Regions from separate parts of the Sus scrofa genome. Here region 2 is linked to region 1. The links are chromatin contacts, called in public Hi-C maps. All regions are on one chromosome and are shown on one strand. Each heading gives the region's core, a stretch centred on a gene start, on an enhancer-like site or on the middle of the called end of the contact. The rest is flanking DNA. Distances are from core to core; before and after follow the strand shown. Region 1 holds the start of EML2 (echinoderm microtubule-associated protein-like 2). Region 2 holds the start of FBXO46 (F-box only protein 46).

Region 1 (5,517 bases), core at 1,669-4,168:
TCTCTCTCTTTTTTTAGGGCCACACCTGCAGCATATGGAAGTTCCCAGGCTAGGGATCTAATTGGAGCTGTAGCCTCTGATCTACACCACAGCCACAACAACGCAGGATCCGAGCCTCATCTGCCAGCTACACCATAGCTCATGGCAACGCTGGAGGCCAAGGCCTGGGATTGAACTATGTCCTCATGGATCCTAGTTGGGTTTGTTACCACTGAGGTACAACGGGAACACCTTTTCTTTCTCCTTCTGACTTACTTCACTTAGTATGAGAATCTGTAGTTGCATCCATGTTGCTGCAAATGGTGTTATGTTGTTCTTTTTATGGCTGAGTAGTATTCCATTGTGTATATGTACCACATCTTCTTAATCCATTCCTCTGCTGATGGACATTTAGGTTGTTTCCACGTCTTGGCTACTGTGAATAGTACTGCAATGAACATAGAGGTGCACATATCTTTTTTTTTTCTTTTTTTCTTTTTTTTGGGGGGGGCCGCACCCACAGCATATGGAGGTTCCCAGGCTAGGGGTCAAATTGGAGCTACAGCTGCCAGCCTTCACCACAGCCACAGTCACAGCCAGAGCAAAACCAGATGCAAGCCACATCTGCGACCAACACCATAGCTCATGGCAACGCCAGATCCTTAACCCACTGAGCGAAGCCAGGGATCGAACCAGAAACTTCCTGGCTCCTAGTCGGATTCATTTCCGCTGCGCCATGACAGGAACTCCTGCATGTATCTTTTCGAATGAAAGTTTCGTCCATTTATACCCAGGAGTGGGACTGCTGGATCTTATGGTAGTTCAATATTTAGTTTTCTGAGAGACCTCCCTTGCTTTGTTTCTATCAGTAACAAAATTACCTGTGATCAGAGCATGATAGTGGCCCACATCTAATTTAGTCATCGCTTGGAACCCATTATTGATCTTACATAGTAGGTGTGCCCTGGGAAATGCATAGGGGCTGCTATCATTTCTGTGTGCCTACTGTGTGCCAGGTGCTGTACTCATGTGCGATTTACACCTGTGGCCTCCGTGGGGCTCATGGAGGATACAGTGACAAACGGCCAACATCTTCCCGCAGCCCTGGAGGTCCTCTTACCTCCCTGACGTCATCTATCTCCTGCTCTCCTCTTCCTCCACAGCTCCATCCTCACTGTTGTTCTCGTTGCCCCAGGAATATGCCAAAGTCACAGCTGCCTCTGGACCTTTGTACTTACTCTTCCCTCTGCCTGAAAAGCTACCTCCCACCTCCCGTCCATGTGTGATTCTTTCATGCTTGTCACTCACTTCTCAGCTCAAATGTCACTTCCTCAGTGACCCCGGTCTCCCTAAATTGCCTCATCCTCTCATCTTTCACCATATCACTCGCCTTATCTCTGTAATGCCAAGGGCTGAAATTATCTTACTGGCTCCGTGCCTATTTCTTCATCTGTAGAATGGTGATGAAAATAGGGCTTGTGGTGAAGACAACTAAGCGCTTGGCACATAGCAGTGCTCCATAAGTGTTAGCTGGTGTTATTTGTTTTGTCTGTTTTGGTTTACCATCTGTACCAACTGCAAGGTCCATGAGAGAATACTCTGGGGCTGACTTGCTACTGACACTCCAGGACCTAGAACAGAGTTTGGCACATACGAGGCACTCAGTAAACTTTTTTTTTTTTTTTTTTTTGTCTTTTTAGGGCTGCACCTGAGGCACATGGAAGTTCCCAGCTAGGGGGTCCAATGGGAGCCATGGCCGCAGGCCTATGCCACAGCCACAGCAAGGTCAGGTATGAGCCACATCTGTGACCTACACCACAGCATGTGGCAATGCTCCCACTGAGCGAGGCCAGGGATTGAACCTGCATCTTGATGGATACTAGTCTGGTTCTTAACCTGCTGAGCCACAACGGAACTCCCAGTAAACACTGTTAAACGATATGACCTCACACTTTCCGGATGTGGAAACAGGTTCAGGGTCACAACCAGAAAGTGGTGGAGTCAGGATTCAAACCCAGGTCAATCTGGTTTCAAAGCCCTGGGCTTCCAAGGTCTGCCTGTGTCAAAGGCAAGTCTTTTCTGCTTTGGGCTCCTGCCTATAAAGCACGGTCTGGGTCACTTCTAGGGGTTGAGCTTCAGTGGGGACTTGGGGAAGGTGGTCCAGTATTCTTTAAATCCATTGTCAGGTTTTGTACCCTCCCCTCTTCCTCCAGCTTCCGAGACTGCTCCGACTGACACCGCCAGCCGGCCAGGCATCACAGCTGTGCCTGCGTCAAAACCCGGACTGGATAATAAGGTTGTGGAAGATGAAGGCTGTAAGGGAGGAGCTAATGGTCTGGGGCTGCGGATAAAGAAGTGGAAGGAAAGGTTAAGGAGGGACTAAGAGACTTGGGGGGAGGGATCTAAACTCCAGGGGTCGAGCCAATTCTATCCGGAGGCCGGGTCAAGGCTGCTGGACTAAGTACCATCCTCCTGAGATGCTTAGGGGGCGGTGCCAAAGGCTCTGGGGGCGGGAATGGAACTTTAGCTCCCGGCGGGATTCTGGGGGTGGAGCTTAGCACCCCGGGGGCGGGTACAGATAGAATAAACAAGAGCTCTAAGAAATAGGCTTGAATAAGAGTTCCAGGGCGGAGCTAGTGGATATCTAGGTGGATTTGAGGCTTTAGGGTCGGGCTCTCGTCTTGCAAGGGGGATTTTTCGAAAATCCAGAAAAAGATGAGGGAGGTTTGGGCAAATATGGAAGTGTCTTCTCCCACCTTAGCTTCCTCTAAAAGCCAGGGGCTACGCTTCAGGCTGAAAAGCAGAGAAGGCCCTGCCCCTTCCAATCCTTCTGCATCCCTGTTGGCTGAGGGGCCTGCGCGACAGGTTCTCATTGGTCCTGAACAGGCGAGGAAGGGGTCTAGAGAGAATACGCGCCTGTTGTGGGCGGGACCAGACAGTACCGAGGGGGATCTCAGCTCAACCAATCCCGGCCTGAGGATTGTGTTGGGGGGCCTGGCAGGAGGTGTCCCGATCCCCCCTTTCTGGGCATCCTGGGGGATGACCCCGGTGCCAGGCCCGGCGCCGGCCGCCTGATGCCGCCGGGCGGGCAAAGCCCGGGATGCTGGAACGAAGGGCGTTGCTATGGCAACGGGAGGCAGGGCCTGGGGGGGAAGACCGGGCCCGAGCTGGGGCCGGGGGGGCCGGCAGTGGCTGTGGCGGGGTGATGGCGGAGCGCGGCCCGGCCTTCTGCGGCCTTTACGACACATCCTCGCTGCTTCAGTACTGCAACGGTGAGACCCCTCCTCAGTTCCAACCCTGGCCCCGCCCAGGGCTCGACCTATCGCCTCTTGCCCCAACCTTCTTCCAAATCCCCATCCTTGCCGCTTGCTGAAGATTCTCCTTTCTCCCCAGCAGGACCCTGACCCCAGAGCAAAGTCCCTGATCCCCAAAGCCCTGATCCCTGTCCTCCACGCTCTTTGGCCCTCCCCTTTTTCGGAGGTGGCTGAACCGGGAGAAGGGGCAGAACCTCCGGGAGACTGGGGTTGAAGGAGGAGAGGCCTGAAGGTCTGGAACTCTGCCCTCCCTATCCCCTCTCATTGCTCTGGGACCCTCCCCCTTCTCCCTGGCAGAGGGACACATTAGGGGGAGAGTGGCATTTAGTGTTGGCTTGTGGGCTGGGTGTGGGACCAGGAAGGATGACCAGAGGACTTTGCCTCTGCTATAGCCCCCAAATCCTCAGGCCCCGCCCATCCCACCCATTAGGACTCACCCCTTCTCCCTAACAAATGGGTGTGATGCAAGAAGGGCCACTGTGGGTGTCAGGCCCATGTGAGGGGAGCTGGAGGCAGAGGGGAGGAGGGACGGGAGGAGAAGTGGGAAGTGGGGGCCGGATTCTGGGCAAAAGGGCTGGGAATGGTCAGGAGGGAGCTGAGGACCTGAGTCAATGTGGGTGGGGGGTGGGCAGGCCAAGGCCTCAGAATGCGGCTGGCTCTCTGGATGGGTGCTGAAGGGCCAAGGAGAAAGCTTCTCTATTTCACTCAGGGGGTCCCTGAGAAGAGCTGTCTTGCATTTGCAGGCTTATTCCCCTGGGTACGCACCCCAGTGTCAGGGACCACTGGAGTTAGCAGAGGACCGGAATGCTCATTTTGTCCTCCTCTGCCCTCTCATGGGCAGGCTAACAGGTGCCTAAGCCTGGGTCAGGTACATGTTTTACTGCTGAAAGGCTGTGTGTCCATGCACCAGTAATTTCATCTCTCTGGGCCTCAGTCCCCTTCCAACTTCTCTCCTCCTAAAATGGGTAAAACACCACAGCTACTAGAGTTACTGGGTGTCCTGGGTACCATAGTAGCAGTTAATTATATTCCAGATTTACTGAGCACATAGAAGAGCCAGGTAAGGTGTTAAACGTTTTGCAAGAAGAGCGCCTGCCACATGTAAGCTCCCTATATCAGATCTCACTTTGGGGTAGTATTATTAATAGTAGCTAAGAGGGGTCTTGGCACATCGACGTGATTGTACCCTCCTGTACTTCACCTCGTGGCTGTGTGACCTCTGGGGAGTCTCTACGCACTCCCCCAACCTCCGATTCAGTTTCCTTTTTCGCAACAGTACCCTGAGATTACTCCTCTTATAAGTTCCGAGTCCTGATGTCTGGCTCTCTCCCTCGGATCCCCAGAGGCCCCCACCTTCTAATGCAGGTCCAGGCACCGGACCAGAGAGGCACTGTGTGGGGGGCAGGGCAGGCAGGGCCGGGCAGACGATTGGGCCGCGGGGTGAGGGGGAGGGACAGACGGCTGCACTGCGGAGCCCAGCGGCAGGGCGGGGCGGCCTACGGACACGGGATGGCAGGTGCCTCCATGCCCTGTTCCCGTTAATGCTACCACCTTTACTTCCCATCAACTCGGAGCCAGGTCTTCCTCAGTTACTGCCAGCAATGAGTCTGGGTATGCGTGGTCTGGGAAAGGTGGGGACCACCCTGGTCCTCTGCTCCTCCCACTTCGGGAAAATGTGCGGGGGGGTGGGGGGCGCGAGGCGGCGGGAGATGGAGGAGGAGTTATTTGGCTACACCCCAGGCCTGGAAACAGGGGCGTGGGGTACAGAAGCTAAATAAATTAGGGAAAATAAGGAAGGGAAACAGGGGGAAAGCTCCGTTTGGGGGAGAGAGTTTGAGTGTCAGATCTCCGGGGTTATCTTCCTTCCATGGGTCTCGGGTCTTTGATGTGCTGCCTGCACCTCGCAAATCTGCCGCCAGGGGCCGCTGAAACCCTGTCCTTGTAGCAGGCTCCAGGGTCGAACACTTTATAAAAATTGTTATTATTTGTCTTTTTGCGCCGTACTAACGGCATATGGAAGTTCCCAGGCTAGGAGTCGAATGCAGGCCTACCCCCGCAGCCACAGCAACGCTGGATCGGAGCCGCGTCTTTAATCTACACCACAGCTCATGGCAACGCGGGATCCTTAACCAACCGAGCCAGGCCAGGGATGGAACCCGCGTCCTCATGGATACTAGTCGTGTTCCGTACCTCTGAGCCACGACGACCAGAACTCCTGGGGGCC
Region 2 (5,706 bases), core at 2,053-4,552, 56 kb before region 1:
TAAAACTATGAGTTTAAATTCCCAAAGTGAGGACCTAGAACCCCAAAGGAAGCCCTTCCCAAACCTAAAACCCTAAACTCTAATACTGAGATACCCTAGACCCCCAAATTCTTAGCTTCCGATCTCCAAATAGAACCCCAATCCTAATATTAAGAACACAGAGCACAAACCTTAATATTGAAAACCCAAATCCTAAAGAAACCCAAGCTCCCAAAGCAAATCTCAACACTCCAAATTGACCTCAGATCCTAAAATAAAGATCTCTAGACCCCCAAACCATCACTTCAGACCCTCAAATTTTGACACCCTCCCCAACCTTAAAACTGAGCTCTCACATGAGTTCCATTCTGAAACCCAAACTCTAATATTGAAGCCTCATACTCATTGTGGAGAACTCCAGACCCTAACAATTCTCAAAGTTCCAAACTGTGACTCCAGACCCTAAATCTCATACCTCACACCCTTCCTTGAGATTCTAAAAGCTAAATCTAGACTGAGGCTTCAATCCTCCCAAATGATCCCCAAAATGATATGCTAGACCCAAATTAGGGTCTCTGATTCCAACAAGAAAGCTTCTAGGAGTTCCCGTCGTGGTGCAGTGGTTAACGAATCCGACTAGGAACCATGAGGTTGCGGGTTCGGTCCCTGCCCTTGCTCAGTGGGTTAAGGATCTGGCGTTGCCGTGAGCTGTGGTGTAGGTTGCAGACGCGGCTCGGATCCCGCATTGCTGTGGCTGTGGCGTAGGCCAGTGGCTGCAGCTCCGATTCGAGCCTGGGAACCTCCATATGCCGCGGGAGCGGCCCAAAGATATAGCAAAAAGACAAAAAAAAAAAAAAAAAAAAAAAAAAAAAAAAAGAAAGCTTCTAGTCCCTAAACCCAAGATCTTCAGGTTTCCAAAACTGGTTCTATCCTGACACAAATCCCGAGACCGCACATCCTAACTTGAGACTCCCCCGCCCCCCATCCCCAACATTATTCAGAGACTTGAATATCTGGATTCCTCAAACTTGAGCCTGGATTCCAATACTTAGGCCCAGCCTCAACGCTAAACTCCTGCTCTGCTGCCTGGGTCCTGCCTCGCCCACCGCCTGGGCACCCAAGGCAACCCGGCCCACCGGGACCCCTGAAACCCACAGAGGGAGGCCACGACCACAAAGTGCTGCCCCTGAGTGGGCCCCAGGTTCCCTTCTCGCCGGCTAGTCCCCCACCCCATTCCCCTCGGACTCCAGCACGCGCCTCAGGATGTGCAAAATGGCGTGAGGCCCCCCTTCTGGTTTTGTGCCAGCCCCACACTTGGGAGCCGGATTAGCGCCTTGTTCTGGTCTCGGGACGCTGGCGGTGCACGCGCGAGCCCCAGGTCGGCCTCGGCTGCCACGTTCCCAACCCAGGCGTGGGATGGGCACGAATTCCCTTTGGTGCGAGGCTCCGGCCTGAGGCCTGAGGAGAAGAGCAAGAGGGAGCTCTTGAGGCCAGGCCACGCCTCCACCAATTCCCGCCAAGGTGTGCTGGGCGCGAGACTGGAGAAGGGAAACGGCAGGGTGCAAGTGGCCCTGCGCACGCGCGCCCGGGGAAAGGTCCCTTCCTGCACAGAGCGAGCCTGGCCTCGCGCCTCCTGACACAGCCTTGGCCTGTGCGCGCCAAAGTGCCGGCCAATCAGGGCTCGCTCAGCTACCCGCCTTTTCCGCAGGCACCGCCCTGCCTGGCCACGCCCCCCGGCCACTTCCTGAGTCCCGGGCTGAAGTAGCCTAAACAAGAGGCGGGGTCTCCTAACCGCCAACCCTTAGCCAGAGAGACCTGACCAGTCTCCCTTCCTGCCCTCTGGTGTCCCTTCTCCCCCTCATCCCTCTAGTGCATGTCTAATGAGGGCCTACTCTGTGCCTGCCAAGCACTGCGCTGGAAGTCGGGAATTTAGCCGCGATCTTCCCAGTGCAGGCTCACAGAGTGTGAGACTAGTGAGGCAGAGGCTGCATTAAAGGGCCATAAACAGAAAAGATTCAAAGAGGAGGGCCACTGGAATCGGGCCTTAGTGGCAGTTCACCGCTTGAAATTATGTTCTTTAATATAGCCGACTCTCTCTTTTAGAAAGTTCACTCTTATGGCTCATGAGGAGGATGGGCAGGAAAACATAGCTTAAGGGGAGGCGATCTAGCAACCTAGTGGAGAGTAGAGATCCTGGTGTCTAAAATATTTCAGTTCAAATCATTTTCTTGCTGTGTTGCCATGGAGAATATGCTCAATCTCTTTCTGCCTTAACTTTTTTTTTTTCTTTTTCTTTTTAGGGCCGCACCCGCGGCATATGGAGGTTCCCAGCCTAAGGGTAAATTGGAGCTGCAACTGCCACAGCCACAGGAACACGGGATCTGAGCTGCGTCTACCACTTACAGCACAGCTCACCTACACCACAGCTCACCGCAACGCCGGATCCTTAACCCACTGAGCGAGACCAGGATCGAACACACATCCTCATGGATATTAGTCCCATTCATTTCCGCTGTGCCACAGTGGGGACTCCATCTTTCTGCCTTAACTTTTATATATTTGGGATAATTCTTACTGGGGTTCTCTGCAGTGTCTGGCATAAAATTAGCATGCAATACATTTTTACTCAACACTTATTTCCATTGTCCTGGGTGCTTGTACAAGATACACAAAGGGGCCTGTCCTCTTGGAGCTTCTATTATAACTACGATGTGCACAAATGTCTAATGCATCTGGTTTTCCTCCATCCTAAGGCTTAATTCCCATACTTGTAAATTAGGTGGTGGTAAGAAAACCAGGGGGAGTTCTCTTGTGGTGCAGTAGGTTAAGGATCCAGACTTGTCACTGCAGCGCCCGGGTCGCTGCAGCTGCATGTGTTCGATCCCTGGCCCGGGAAGTTCCATGTGGGGTAGGGGTGGCTCCAAAAAAAACCAAAATAAAACAACCCAGGAGGAAAAATGGATGGGAAAGTGAGAAAGGCGCTATTAATTAACACGTAAATAAGTTTAAGTAAATCGATAAACTGGTTCTTTCCCAACTCTCCACCCCACACAAACGCCCCTTTTAAATTTTCTCAATTCCGTTTCCAAAAGCCCAGGGCCAAAATGGAGGAGACTGCACTCCATTTCCCAGCGGGCTTGGCGTGGGCGCTCTCTGCGCCTGCGCTACCAGGCACACACGCTCTCTGTCTCCCGGGAGTTAGAGTCATTCTTTTCCTGAGCCCGCCCAGTTTGCTTCTTTCCCCACCTCCAAGCTTGACCGTGCTGCCTTCCGGGAGTTGTAGTCTGCGGCCTCCCGGACTCCAATTCCCAGCGGGCTTCGGGGCGGGAACCCGGAAGGGGAGGTTGGAGAGGAGCGAGTGGGGGAAACCCGCGTAGCCGAGGGAGCTGCAGCGCGGGGAGATGGTGAGAACGCTGAGCTGGGGCCAGGGGCGCTTGCGAACTGGGGCGGGCGTTTGGGACCCGGTGGCGAGAGGGAAGAGGCAGGAGCTAAAGAAGGGGCTGGATGAGGGGAGATCGTTTGGGGGATGGGATTGGGAGAAATGGGAGCCGGAGAGAGTAGTAGAAGAATGGGGGTTGGGGATGGGTCTTGAAGATGGGGAGAGAGTCGAGCTTTGGGATTGATTGTAAGGGAGCTCAGAGCTGGAGGAAGGAGTCCCGAGTTGGAGAAGGGGCTGGGCGTCCAGACAGAGGCACTGAAGGGGGCAATTTCGAGGGGTTTAGCCTAGGGGATGTTGAAAGGCATTAGGAGTCAGTGCTAGATGAATGAGGGGGTCTGGAGGCTCCGGAGGGAGAGGCCAGCTGTGGATGCCGTGGGTTGGAGCCTCTGGATCGGATTGGGGGCAGGAGGACAAGCTGAGATGGTAGAAGAGAGAAATCAATGGTAGAGTGGTGTGTAGGTTAGGACCCGGGACTGTGGGTGGGGTGAGGAGCATGAGATTAGGGGCCTGCATGTAGCGATAGTTTACTTAGCCCAGCCAGAGACTCCCGATAACTGGACAGTCACAGAACTGTAGGATGATATGGCCAGAAAGGGCCATCGAGACAACCTTTTGCACTCACATTTCTCTAATGGGATTTAGAAAAGTGTAGTGGTTTATGTGTACAGACGGTCCAGCACTCAGTTCTTTTCTTCTGCCATTCCTTTGCGACCTGGGCAAGTGTCCCCTCTCTATGAAACTCAGTGCCCTTATCTGTATCGTGGGAACAAAATGCCGCTGAGAAGAGAGGAGGCTTGCATCCCAGAGCTGTTGGTGGGAAGTTCCCTGCTCCAGGAATGTGACTGGGTCACAGGTGCTAATGGATTCCCTCTTTTTCAGCCCAGCCCCAGGGGCGTTTTCTCAAACTCTGGCACTGATCTGGGCACAGCCCCGCTCAGAAGCATGCAGGGGTTCCCCACAGTCAACTCCAGCTCACACTAATTGTTTAGGAAGTGCCTGGCCCTGTTCGTAGTTGTTTGTATTAACTCATTTGATTCTGACAACACCCCTTAAGTTGTCTCCATCCTACAGAGAGGAAGCAGAGGCACAGAGAGGTTCAGCAACTTTTCCAAGGTCAGCCAGCATGAGTGGTTGACTCAGGAGTCCAACCTCGGCATCCTGGCTCAGAGTCCGTGCTCTCAGCTCTGTAATACAGTCCCCTTTCCTGGTACTGAAGTGTCATGAGTAGGGCAGAGACTTGAGAACTGAAAGCAGTCTTCAGGTTGAATTTTATTTATTTATCTATGTATTGGCCCCACCCTTGGCATCTAAAAGTTCGCCGGGGCCAGGGATCGAACCCCCACCACAGCAGTGACCTGAGCCTGCTGCAGTGACAATGCCAGATCCTTCACCCACCGGGCCACAAGAGAGCTCCTCAATTTGAATTTTAGTTCTACTCCTTACTTACTGTGTGACCTTGAGTAAGTCTTTGAGCGGCTCCTCAACTGTAAAGTGGGATCAGTAACCCTAGGATGGTTAGAGGGTTTGGGGAGGGAAGCAGGTCACGTGCTTGGAGTACGCGCTTGATACGTATGAGTTGTCTTTTTTTTTGAATGGCAATGAGAAACTCAGACTTGAGAGAGGGCGGTAGTGAAGGACCAGTGAGGAAAACATCAGCCAGGCTGCCTTCTAGTTCTCTACCCCTGGGCTCCTAGGTCCAAGGGTCACTCCTTGAGGGGGTGCTCAGAAATTCAATCTGTCCCCATTCCCATTCCTAGCCACAGCCAAAGATAAATAATTCACTCGCCCATGCCCAGCCTGGCCCAACTCCAGGTATTTCAGTGAGCAGGAACTATTTCTAACAACTGTGTGGGTTTTCTGCCCCCCCCCACCCTTTTGGTCCTTAGGACTTCCCTGGGCAGTGTGGCAACTTTCTAAGTCATTTTGAAATGGGCTCATTTGTTGTGAGGCTTCCTGAGTTGACCCATAAGGTCTCTGACTCTGATAGGAGAGCTTAGGGTGAAAAGCATTGGCTACAGATAGGCCCACATTCATATCCCCACCTCTGCTGCTGTGTGTCCTTGGCCAAGTTGCATTCCCATTGCTGGGTCTCAGTTTTCTCGTATGTAAAATGGGACCACCTTCCAACCACGAGGCTCTTGTCAAGGGTCGATGTGGTAACATGTATAACGTGCCTAGTGCGTAGTAAGCCTTTAACAAGTGTGAGGTCTTTTGAATAATTTTGTTTCTCCAAGAAAAATGTATTGCGCACGTGCTCCAGAACCAGGACACCCAGAGCCGAATCCTGA

What was found. A called contact is a pair of places that touch in the nucleus more often than the background predicts.
Region 2: a contact with region 1 is called in a Hi-C map of epiblast stem cells, with 2.8 times the contacts expected there. The contact joins the promoter of FBXO46 here to the promoter of EML2 in region 1. A contact is called at or near these places in 1 of 47 Hi-C or Micro-C datasets (epiblast stem cells) and 1 of 2 datasets of contacts at active chromatin or transcription factors (alveolar macrophages).

What each region holds. Positions count from the first base shown.
Region 1 is chr6:52,010,794-52,016,310 of Sscrofa11.1, reverse strand. EML2 (echinoderm microtubule-associated protein-like 2) reads left to right here and starts at 2,918. Exons shown (of 22, transcript XM_021094571.1): 1 at 2,918-3,251. The coding sequence starts at 3,080.
Region 2 is chr6:52,066,786-52,072,491 of Sscrofa11.1, reverse strand. It overlaps FBXO46 (F-box only protein 46), which reads left to right and starts at 3,302. Exons shown (of 2, transcript XM_021094574.1): 1 at 3,302-3,383.